2 separate regions of the Mus musculus genome follow, and region 1 is linked to region 2. A link is a contact called in public promoter capture Hi-C data. All regions are on one chromosome and are shown on one strand. The core of a region is the stretch at or near the end of the contact, and the rest is flanking DNA. Distances in the headings are between cores, read along the strand shown.

Region 1 (6,475 bases), core at 1,320-3,819, 700 kb before region 2:
GTAAAAAGTAGGTAGGTTACTCAGTTTTATGTTTACTGAATTGTTTAATTTCACAAAAACAGAATTTCATACAAAAGTCATTCTATCAATATACACTGTTCACAAAGACTCTTTACTCTCAAAAAATCATCTTTGATCATCAGCAGTGTGGGCTAAGTGAATGTCTTTAGTGTAGATAGTCATAGAGCCTTGAGACATTAATGTACACAATGGCTCTCTAGAGTGAGGATACTGCCTATGATTTACCCAAAGTCTACTACATGTAACAGGCCTTGTGCACATTTTATTTGCACCTATTTAATAAAATGTCTTCACCCACAGTGATGGTTTGTAAATGCTTGGCCTAGGGAGTGGCTCTATCAGGGAGGTGTGGCCTTGTTGGAGTAGGTGTGTCACTGTGGGCATGGGCTTAAGACCCTCATCCTAGCTGCCTAGAAGTTCGTGTTCTGTCAGAAGCCTTCAGATGAAGATGTAGAACTCTCAGCTCCTCCTGCACCATGCCTGCCTAGATGCTCCCCTGCTCCCACCTTGATGATAATGGACTGAACCGCTGAACCTGAGAGCCAGCCCCAATTAAATGCTGTCCTTTATAAGTCTTGCCTTAGTCATGGTGTCTGTTCACAGCAGTAAAACCCTAACTAAGACACCCATCAAACAATAAATTTTGAAAGACTTGTAGTCACTCTGTGTCCTGCTTTGTTCAAGAGTGCCTGACACCCAGGACACAAAGCTCTTGGTGAATGAGAGCCAGAGAGCTCCAGGTGCTTAAAGTTCCTTTAGGCGCTATCATCTCAAAGTTATCCACTTGTATAATAACTTCAAAGGAGAAATTATGTTAACACCTCTAGGCCACTAGAGATTTATTTAATGAATTATTGCTGTGCTTCAGTGGAATAAATTACTTCAGGGAACTGAGGACACTTCTCAGAGAGTGCTTCATGACCTGGAAAAAAGGCTTGCGAAATCAACTTTATATACTTTGAAACTGTAACTGGAAATCACTGGTAAAGATGGCCACCGGTTCATGAACTGGACCGGGAGCCATCTTTGGAGCACTTTGGGCCAGCCTGGCATTTTCCACCCATGGAGGATGTTTGCTTATTTTAACAGTTCAAGTATGAAAAGCAGATACTCCTTCTGGAAATTGTTGACTCATTCATTCTTTTGGGAGGCAAATGGTTTCGCATACTATTTTTTTTTTTAAATAAACAGAGTCCATGTCTCAACAGCTTTTAAAGATATTTTAAATGTACAACTTACCTGTTTTCTGTAATAACTTATGGCTTTGTACAACTGAGAATAAAAACGTGATAACCTTTGCTAGACCTTATGTAATGCTTTTGTTTATGTGATTGGAAAGCTACATCTTCTCACCAAATGCTAAGGACACAGCAGTTTCCTCCACTGGTCCTCCAAAAGTGTTAGAAATACCCTGCTGTTTTCACTATTTGACAGTAGTTGAAGTGAAACAATAAACACTGATATAAAATGTAAGGATTTTTTTTCTCCCCGTTACCAAAATGGAAAGTATTTCCCAGTTGTCAGTCTTTCCCCCTAATACATCACTAACAGCGGAGTTTGTGCCTAAACTTTAAACCTCAGCTGTATGTATTTGGGGGTGGGGAAGAGATGCTTTTCACAAGGATCAAACAAAGAATGTTTCCCAGGTTGAACTTGCAGAGGTTAATCTGTGTATGCCTTTCAAAGGGGAAAGTGCAGTGCCCTGAGGATCGATCTAAGACCCTCTTCTGCTTTTGTTCTGATTTGTCTAGTTAATAAACCACCAAGAAAGATAATTTTTAAACCTAATTTGCTGAAATGAGAATTTACTAACGTCTGAGGGTGGGGGAAGTAAATTTGACAATTTTCGACAAATTGGTTTTATATTAAAAAAAAATCTCCACTGACACTTTTGACTAAAAAGGTAAATAAAAGATCCCCATCTACTTGTTAATCCAAAATCGGGGGGGGGGGGGATTAGAGAAAGCAAGGTGCCCTTACACAGCTCAGCGAACCCTGGATGCTCCAAGGCCACTGCAGCTCTCCGCAGGCACGCTGGTCTCCTGACTCGGCTTCACCTTCCAGTCCGCACAGAGCTCGGGGGCACCGGCGACAGGGAAGGTCAGAGTCCACAGACTAACCCCTACAGCCCACGGCTGAGAAGGGCCTCCAGTCCCAGGGAGTTTTAAAATGCGGTTCGTGGAAGGGCATTTCTGATCATTCCCTTTCAAGGACATGATGCAGCCGAAAGGGAGAAAAAAAGCGCACTTTCTTCGAGGTTTGTGTGGAACAGAGTAGGGAGAAGGGGGGTGGACAGGGAGGAGGGCACTAATCAAAGCCAAGTCCGGGGCGGCGTGGCGAGCGTCTCGGAGGTAGTGGAGTGTAAACGCGGGCGGGATCCACGTAGGGCTGCTCCCACGGGGGGTCTCCGCAAGATCGCGCGCAGGCGTGGGGACCGCGGCCGGGTGGGTCCCCACGCACTCTGCCCCGACCGACCCGCGCCCCCCTGCGCGTCACCGCCAGCCCTGCCTCCGCGCGCCTCCTCCTGCTCCACCTCCCCGGCGCGGCGCGGTCCGGCTCGGGGGCAGGAGGAGCTTGGGCGGGAGGAGCACTCCGTAGGCCCGGGAGCTCGGCGGGCCCTCGGCGCGGGGGAGCCACGGCGCTGCGCTGCGAGCGTGGCTCGGAGAAGAGGGCGTGGAGGTGAGCCGGGTGGCCAGAGCGCCGAGGTGGCCGATCCGGGGTCGCCGAGCAGCGGGTGCTGTGCGGGAGCCGCATCTTTCCTCCCGGATTCCGGGGGGGGCTTGGAGCTGGCCAGGGGGCGAGTGGGAGGGGTGCTGGAGGGCGTCCGTCGCACGCATTCCGCCCCCTTATCCCCGTCGGTCTTCCCAGAGCTCTGGGAAGTCCTCGGGTCCGGGCCCAACAGAAAGGAGGCCAGGAGAGACCTTGTCCCAGGTCGGATGTGCCCGAAAGGGAAAGGACCCGCAGGTTACTTTTGCCAGCCACTTTGGATTGATGCGGCACTTTTCACTGTCGTACAGCACTGCTTGCCAAACAGGTAAATAATGCCTGCAGTGGCTTTGCTTATAAACCCGGTCATGTAATCCGGGTGTGCTCAGGCCATTTTGCGTTTAGAAGTAATTGGTCTGGTCTTTCAGTGTCCTTAATTACCTCTGCGTCCCGTGTTCAGCCTCAGCTGAAACTTGTTGAAAATTATGCCCTAAAAATCTTGTTCTGAAAATAACATAGGGAGATAAAGAGATTTTATTTTTCCTGTGGTCGGGGAGAATTCCATTTATTATCTTCACTATCCTGTGAAGCAGGATTGGTGTCAGTGTTTACTCTTCAGGCAGATTGTTTGTTTGTTTGTTTGTTTTTAAGTAGAAAAACTTATTCTGACCCACATTTAATTATCGCCCATCACTGTAGGTGAAATAAAATTCAGACTCCTGCCCCCACTTCAACCCTCAGTACTTGATTACCTAAAGCCCCAGTTAACCACCCCACTGCTTGCAACCTTCTTCTCTCTAGTCTACCCTACCACCACCCTTTTAATAGTTTTTTTAATTACTTATTTACTGAGTTGATGTTTTCTTTGACACTGTACTCACCCCCCCCCCTCCATCCCCCGCATCCTCAAGATAACCTATTTGGAAACGTAAGATAGGAAAACCAGAGTGTTTAGCTGCACCGGGGCAGCTATCAGGCTGCCTGGAGATGCTCCTGAGATGGTGGCATTCACTGCGGTTTCTGCCTCTCAGCTAGTCTGGGCGGGGTGGGCTGGCTGGGGCTGGGGCTGGGGGGCAGTTTCAGCAGTGATAAGTTAGCTAATTGTGAAAGATGGGAATGAGGAGCTTCATGAAATCACTCTTATTGTACTGGTACTATGGAAAATGCTCTTCTATTGAATGAGCATAATTGTACTTTAGCACTGGAACAGAGCACAGATAAAGGCAGAATTTTAAAATGATTACACATGATACAGAAAAAAGAGAAGGGTAAAGATGCAACGAAAGCTCAAAAGGCTAGGCCTGTGAGAAAAGAGGCAGGCAGAATATCTGGAGGTGCAGTTACTCTTTGCTCAGCCTGTAACTATGACTCTGAGGTAACCAAGACATTGACATAGACATAACATTGACACACCACTTAAATCCTCTGAGGCCTTTTGGGCCCACGGATCTTAACCATGGGAAAGAGAGATCTGGCCTAGAGCCTCATTACATTTTCTTTGGCCTTGGTGTTTATAAAAATGCATTTAGTGACAAAGAACATTCATTGCATACATAGTTGGTATGTGCCAGGCAGAGTGGATAGGAGTGTGTGTGTGTGTGTGTGTGTGTGTGTGTGTGTGTGTGTTTTGAGGATTTAAGTAAACAGTCCAAGAGCAAATAAGCACTTCTTTAAAACAACTCCCCGGGAACTTAACAGGGGCTGGAAGATGCTTGGTGAGTAGGCTGGAATCAATCACATCTGTAGGAGGCAGAGTCGGGTGGAAAAGAGATCTGTTTTTTCCACTTCTTGAAAAGAATTCTGGGGCTGGGCAGTAGGAAATATGGGGCCATCAGGATAAGGCTGGAGAGGTGAGCAGAAGCTGTCATATTTGGGACCTTTTGGGTCACAGTCAGGTATGAGAAGAAGCCGTTGACTTTTAAGGAAGAGAAATATTTTATGCCATTTGTGTTTTAAGGGGACCACAGCTCTTAGGTAGAGAGTGGGTATAGGTAAAAAGTGAAGAGAGACTGAAAGGTAAAGATAAGATACTGGCAAGCGAGGCATGACGATATTGCCCTTCAGGTGCCAGGTCCTGAGGCTGGGGCACTTGAGCCCAGGAGTTTGAGACCAGCCTCAACAGCACAGGGGACCTCATCTCAGAGTTGGGGAGGGGGAGGACTGGGGGTGAAGGTTTGATGTGAGAACAGATAAGAGCACCTGGGCTAGTTGGGTGTGCTGGTGTCCTCAGAGAAGGCATAAGAGGTACTTTAAAGGGCTGAGTTTGATGGCACCCACCTTTGATCTCAGCAGAGGCAGGCAGATCTCTATGAGGCAAGGCCAGCCTGGTCTACATAGCAAGTCCCAGACCAGCGAGAGCTACAAGACACTATGAAACCAAAGAACAGGGGTTTCCTGGTGAGGGCAAACAAAGCATAGAGATTGAATCCCCACTGCAGAGTCATCGCTTGAGCACCCGATAGGGAGTGGTGAAGCTGGGATACTGCAGGTAGAGTTGAGTTTTGAACCTGTTAGGTTTGAGATGTCATGAGAAAGGCTATGATCCGATGCCTTTAGAAGGCAGAAAGGGTGGTCTCCAGGGGAGACTGGGAAGATGGGTGGCTTTTGATGGGTGAAGGCGGCTATCGTGGATGTATGAGATTAGTAAACATGTTTGTCTGGTTTTTCATTAGCATTCTGCAGAGAGCTGAGTGGAGATACAGAGAAAATGGGTAGCTGGGTTCTTCTAGAGTTTTACTAAGTGTATGTGGTGGCAAGTAAGAATCTTTTCAATGAAATTACTCTCAGTGTCCACAGGCTGGGTTTAAAGAGAATCCAGGAATGGAATGAGAGATCCATAAACAAAAGTTGTTTTGCCTCTTAGACATCACTGTGAAGGTTTAAGCTGAGGTTATCAGGAAGGTACTGGATGTGCCCAGAAAGTGAATGCCTGGAGGCAGAGATTCGTTGCTTTTGATGAACAAATCATGAAAACAAGAGACCCCGAGGTTAAGATGCTTAACGCTACCAGGCAGAAGTGGTACCTGTAATCCCAGCACTTGGGAGGCAGAGGTAGTCAGCTCTCTGAGTTTGAGGCTGCCCAGGTCTACAGAGCAAGTTCCAGGACAGCCAAGGCTACACAGGGAAACCCTGGCTCCAAAAAAAAGGTTTATCTCCTGGAATGGTGAAGTCTTGAGATTGTTGACACGTGCTGAGGGACAGAGAACAACATCTCCAGTGAAAAGGGATAATCTAGAAGTCAGTAGAGAGCAGAGAGGCTATAGGGAGAGGTTGTTAGAGTTTCAGAGTACGTTAAGGAGGTTTGGATATGAGCTTGTGAAGAATACAGTAACCTGCCTCATGGCTCTGCAGGATTTGATTTGCTCGATAGCAGTCATCAGATTGTGAAAGTCATGAGAATCTCTGAGGATAGCTCTTTTCTGAATTGCGGTCATCCAACAACTGATGTCCTAGATGTTTCCATGCAATATAAATTAGGCTCTGTTTTTTTTTTTTCTTCTTTTTTCTTTTTCCAAAATCAATTTAGCCCAACTGCTGCCAATGTGCTAGAGGAATGTCAAGGAATCCTAAACTGAAAAAAAATAATCTTAGGGGCTATCTTAGTCACTGCTGTATTGCTGTGAGGAGTCATCGTGGCCAAGGCAACTCTTAAAAAAAGAAAGCATGTAATTGGGGGCTTGCTTACAGTTTCAGAGCTTTGTCCATTATTATCATGGCAGGAAGCACTGTGACACACAGGCAGATATGG
Region 2 (5,610 bases), core at 2,678-5,177:
CAGAATATGTAACTGAATCAGCAAGCAGAAATACTGCTTCAGTCAGTTGGCTGCTATAGATTTCCCTTGCAGTCTTGAGATCTAAAAACTCTTCAGATTAATATTTCCTCTTATGCTGTTCAGCAAGTTTTGGTTAAAAATGCTTCCCTTTCAGTCCCTTTTCTTTTGTTCTAGTTCATCTATTTATGACAAAATTTTATCACAGTGAAATTGGCTTTTAAATACTGTAGAGACACAGTACGACATCTAGGATGACAGATTAATTACCTCCTTTCTTCCCTACGGGAAGCCTGGTAAGAATTTGAAGGCATATCTTGGCCGATAGCTTACCCCTAAGGTCTGTGTGTTCTAACAAAAAATAAAATAAAATAAAACAAAGTAAAATAAAATAAAATAATGAAAAAAAGGAATTTTACCCTGGCTAATGATTCTCAGGTTAGCTTTGATAATACCAGCCTGTCAGTTTGGATGAAAGATAAAACATTTACTGGGTAAGTAAAAAAATAAATCAAATGATGAAATTCTCTCCATGGCATGTTGTAGCCAGACCTGCTGAATAAATGATCTAATGAAAATGGAAATAACCTTGAAGGAACCTCCAATAATGGCTCCACTTGTCAGTTTTTCTTTTCTTGGTTAAGGCAGTATTTTTCTTAGAGTTAAACATTCATGTCTTTTTATTCTCTGTCCAACTTCTATTAGTATGCAATCGTACTGAATGCGTAGGAGGAAAATTAGGATATACTCAGTAATTTGTGTGTTCTCCTGGCCATGTTCATGGAGCAAAGTTGGCTGACTTGGATATAATGCATTATCTCTATTAAAATATCGCCATAATATGCTGTCAAAAGCTTTAATCTGATAGAGATATTAGAAGGGTCTATTCTATGTGTTATGTGATGTTAAAGCCAAAGGGGAAAAACTGATACAGTTTGACCATTTATTATAAAGGTATGAAGTTCATAGTTCCAGGAGATGAAAATCTGTAAATATGGTAATAGGCATTTTAAGAGAGAAATCTTACTAAAGAACAGTAGAGCTCACTTTCTTCACCTATAGAATGAGGTTAGAGTATCCTTAGCTTTCAAGAAGGAGGAGGAATAAAAGGCGAAAGGTTTATATGATCTGAAGAGAAACCAGAGTATAAGTGGATGCTCACAGTCAGCTATTGGATGGATCACAGGGCCCCCAATGAAGGAGCTAGAGAAAGTACCCAAGGAGCTAGAGATCTGCAACCCTATAGGTGGAACAACAATATGAACTAACCAGTACCCCCCAGAGCTTGTGTCTCTAGCTGCATATGTATCAAAATATGGCCTAGTCGGCCATCAGTGGAAAGAAAGACACATTGTTCTTGCAAACTTTATATGCCTTAGTACAGGGGAACGCCAGGGCCAAGAAGTGAGAGTGGGTGGGTAGGGGAGTGGGGGTGGGGAGGGTATCGGGGACTTTTGGGATAGCATTGGAAATGTAAATGAAGAAAATACCTAATAAATAAAAAAGGAGGAGGAAGAGGAAGAAGAAGAGAAGCAGAAGCTTTCGTTCCTCTTTTAAATGAAATTTCGCTGATAATCTTGGGAGACTCCCAAAGCCCACCTTTTTGATTCCTGCCCCTACCATGCAAATGAACATTTAGGGTAAAAAAAGCTTTTCCAGAAACATCCCATGAGAACCACCAGAATTGTTCAGCTTTCTCCACCATATTTAAATTTTTGTCTTAATGTCTCCAACAGTTTGAGATTAAAGTCATAAAGTTCCCTGTATGTCTCAAAACATAGTTTCCATAAAAGTGTTTATTACCACTTTCTGAGTTCCTTTAGCTATTTGTTATGTAAATCAGTTGTGCTGCCTAGGTAGGCATTTTAACCCCATAGTGTCCTGTTCCATAGTTCACAGCTTGGCATTTCTTTTACTAATGCTAGTTGTAAATTAAATCAATAAATGTTTATGACATGACCGAGGTTGTTTATTGTAATAGGACTCAAGATGCAAAGATAAATAAGACACTGGCCTTCTCTCCTGGGGCCTCCCATTGTGGCCAGGGAGAAAGTCCAGGAAGTATGTTATGGTAGCACATGGTAGCAACACTTTGGCCTGCTTAGTAACCCACCCTCTTCATGTCTAATAAGAATCCCAGATGTAGCCATTCTTAATCACTTCTGACGTGTCACGAATGAAGTAACTCACACGTGTTCTCCACATTTCAGTAAGTGGCAGTACCTATTGAAACTAAAGCCAGCAATCTAAGAATCATTCTAAATTATCACCCTTTTTTAGCCTAACCTAGTGAACCAGGCAATTCTCCTCATTCTATTCCTAGACTGGATGCTGAGTTGGCCCACACATCACCATGCCTTTTTCTAAGAACCCATTCTGTCTCCATTGCTTTCCACCTCAGCTCCCCTGCCTTCCAGCTTGAGCACTCTCATTTTCACAGGTGCCCAGCCTCGGTGAGTTAGCCTGTAAGGTGGTAGACTTCCAGAGAGACAACAATGGTGTATCTCAGAAAACTGAGGATTTATTTCGTCTGTGTAATGCAAACTGCTAAATGTCCCGAGGCTCTGCTCCACACATTATCCAGCCTTGGCATTTCTCGTGTCCACAGCCCCTCTCACTCTTTTGGGTATTGCCATCATTCACCTGGTTGAAACTGAAAAACCAGTGCAGCACTCAGGAGCCTTTACTTAAGGATGTGGCCGAGAGGTTGCTTGGAGAGTTTTGTCCAGAGTCCTGCAAAATAATATAAGATCATGATAAGAGAAAATTATTCAAAGAAAATTGTTCAAAGAAAATTCCTCGAGATTGTCTGCCTAAAAGAGAAAATAGAAAATGGTTTTAAGTAAACTTTCACATAGGATTCAGAACGTCAAATTATGTTAACAGCCTTTAATAACTTTTACATTGCACTTTGATTAAGATATCAAACAGATTCTTCCGACTACAACCCATCAGAATGTGTGACAGTTAGCTAAAGCAGGCTTTGAAGTATTTTACAGCATTAAAAGCTTACACTGGGAAATGGAGAAGTTTGACATCAATGATTTATGTGTTTATTCTATGAAGTAGGAGAATAGAAGTGAATTAAATCAAAGGCAATGGGAAAGAAAACAATAATAAATGTCAAAGAAGAGATATGCAATTGAAAGCAAAACTAATTGAAAACATCAACAAAGTCAAGCGCGATCAACACCTAGATCCATGATGGAGACAACAGATGAGAGGTATTCACAGAGCTGGGACAGGAGAGGCAAAGGGCTGGTTGGGAGGCGGGAGCTTGACCAGAGCTGGACCACAACTGCAGGTCAGAGACTGGAGGCTAAGAGTCACAAGCCTGTGTCCTTGGCTGGCTTCTGGAAGATGGAGAAGCACGTGATGCTGGAGAGGCCTACAGTGCTGGAAATGGAACATTATTGGGTGGCCAGTGCACTGCTATGGTCTCCTGACCAAACTCCTTTCTCCTCTAGGGTACCTTACACATCTTTTACCTAGTAAAGCTGATAGCTGTCTTCTTCTGGAAAGAGGGAAGTGTAACAGGGAGATGCTTGGAGCTTAATAGTGTTGCACTGAAAGCAGAGATAGTTTGTACTATATATATATATATATATAATGTAATAATATATATATAATATATATATTAGTTTTATGAATTTTCGCTGAAAATTTCAAAAGCTTTTTCTTATTCAAACGCACAAGAATACGTATAATGTTATTATTGACTAACAGGTGACAAAACCGGGCTTACATAGCATGGTTTAATGGTGGCAATTATGTGTCTGGAATGATTACAACTCCAGTTCCATGGACTTGCAGTCAGGGAGCCATGGAATATAAAAATTCCAACTGAATTTGTTGCACTTGGATGCAGTGACACATTTTGGCAGAACTTGAAGGTTTAGGATTTCACATTCCAGGGTGTGGCTACAGTACCATTCTGACACAGAATTAGCATCTCTAATTAATGTTATATAAAACAGAGGCCAGGGAGGCAGAGCCATCAGGGATTGTTCCTTGTAAGGCAAATAGTATTTTTAGGACCAGCGTGCATTTTTCTTTTCGTCCACATGGCACTCAACAGATGGTGATGTGGGCGGCTGTGGTTTAAGATCTGAAGTAGTTCATAAAGACATCCAGTCTTATCCTTGTCTGTCCTAGAGGCAGTGATGGCTACAGACTGATCCAGACATCTCTACCCAAGATCGTGCCAGCAATCCCTGTGGGTGGACCCTGCTGGACCCTGCAGACAGGCAGTGCCCTGAACAGCAGGATGGCTGGAGACAGCTTGTTTCTGCCTGCTGGCAGTGCTCAGAATAGGCATAGCCAGGCCGATTTCATTATGAAAAAGAACTTTTTCTTCCCATGGCATTCCTTAATTCTTAAAAATAAATCCTGAGGCTGAAATCATCTTTCTCCAGAAGTTCCCTTTGGATTATTCTTAATATTTCATTCCACCTGCTGTATAAGCTGTGTCTGTCCAGAGTCTTGGACTCTAGCAGGAAGGGCAAAGGAGTAACGAGGAGCAGGCCTTAGCATGTGCTTTTGTTTATATTCCACAGAAAGCACACGAGCCCCTTGACATGAATCCCTTACTACCAACACTTGTATCACCAGTTTCACTTTCTTCATTTGGTCATATCCCATCATTGTTATTACTTTTTCTCTAAATCAATAAACGGTTCCACTTACACTCATTTGATCCTCTCTTGTCTTTTGATGCTTGCTTGTGTTTGTAGCCTTGCTATGTAGACCAGGCCAAGCTCAAACTCGTGACAGTGCTGCGTGATCCTCCAGCCTCAGCCTTCTGAGAGGTGGGATTTCAGGCACTCAACACCATGCCTGCAGATCTTCTCTTCTCTTATGACTTCCTAAATTAAAAAGCATTCCACATCCCAGTAGATTTCAGAAGTGTGTATATTGAGAAGCCAAGCTTGGTCAGCGTTTTACTGTAATTCTTAGGAGCTCCGATAGAAAGCCCATGCGTGTCCTTGCTCTCATCCCAGGCAGTCAGGCCCTGAAGAGCGTACATTTGAGGGTAGTATCTGTGCTGATTTCCAGAGGTGCAGTGAGCATTATTTCAGCTTGTTTTCTTTTTTTTTCCCCACATATTTCAGTCATGGATGGTTTTCTTACTCATTTCATATAAACCTTCAAATTTTGTTTTAGAAGCTATGTGTCAATCCAGTTTGTGTGGGTATATTAGTCAGGGCTCTCTAGAGTCACAGAACTTAATGGAAAGTCTCTGTAGATTAAATTAAATTACTGGAATGCCTTGCAGCCTATAGTCCAACTAACCCAACAATGGGCAGCTGTGAATGGGAAGTCCAAGAATTGAGTAGTTGCTCAATCCTAGGAGGCAGAGTGTTTCAACGGGTCTTCTGTATAAGCTGGAATCCTGAACAAGTAGATTCCAAAAGATGTGCTGTAAGTGCAGGCAGGCAGAAAAGAACGAGGCCTTCCTTCTTCCATAGTCCTTCTAGCGGAAGGTGTGGCTCAGATGAAAGGTGTGTGTCACCAAGCCTGGACTTGGAACTTGCACTGTCCCAGGCTAGCCTTGAGCTCAGGATGACTTGCCTTTGTCTTCTGGGATTAAAGGCATGTACCACCCTTCCTGGT

Evidence for each region. Promoter capture Hi-C pulls out the DNA fragments that hold promoters and counts their contacts.
Region 1: a promoter capture Hi-C map of the 3T3-L1 cell line shows a contact between it and region 2, with 3 times the contacts expected there. The contact joins the promoter of Steap2 here to the enhancer-like site in region 2. A contact is called at or near these places in 6 of 39 promoter capture datasets (the 3T3-L1 cell line, cranial neural crest, liver and 1 more) and 1 of 9 other capture datasets (liver).

What each region holds. Positions count from the first base shown.
Region 1 is chr5:5,690,183-5,696,657 of GRCm38.p6, reverse strand. Steap2 (six transmembrane epithelial antigen of prostate 2) reads left to right here and starts at 2,569. Exons shown (of 6, transcript NM_001103156.2): 1 at 2,569-2,700. The region is part of intron 1 of Gm40262 (a long non-coding RNA gene); the gene reads right to left.
Region 2 is chr5:4,991,883-4,997,492 of GRCm38.p6, reverse strand. All of the region lies in intron 10 of Cdk14 (cyclin-dependent kinase 14), which reads left to right. Among named protein-coding and RNA genes, the nearest start is that of Fzd1, 240 kb to the right of the region's middle. Within about 2 kb of position 3,927, at least 40 of the 459 cell types and tissues checked have an H3K27ac peak or open chromatin away from gene starts, as enhancers often do.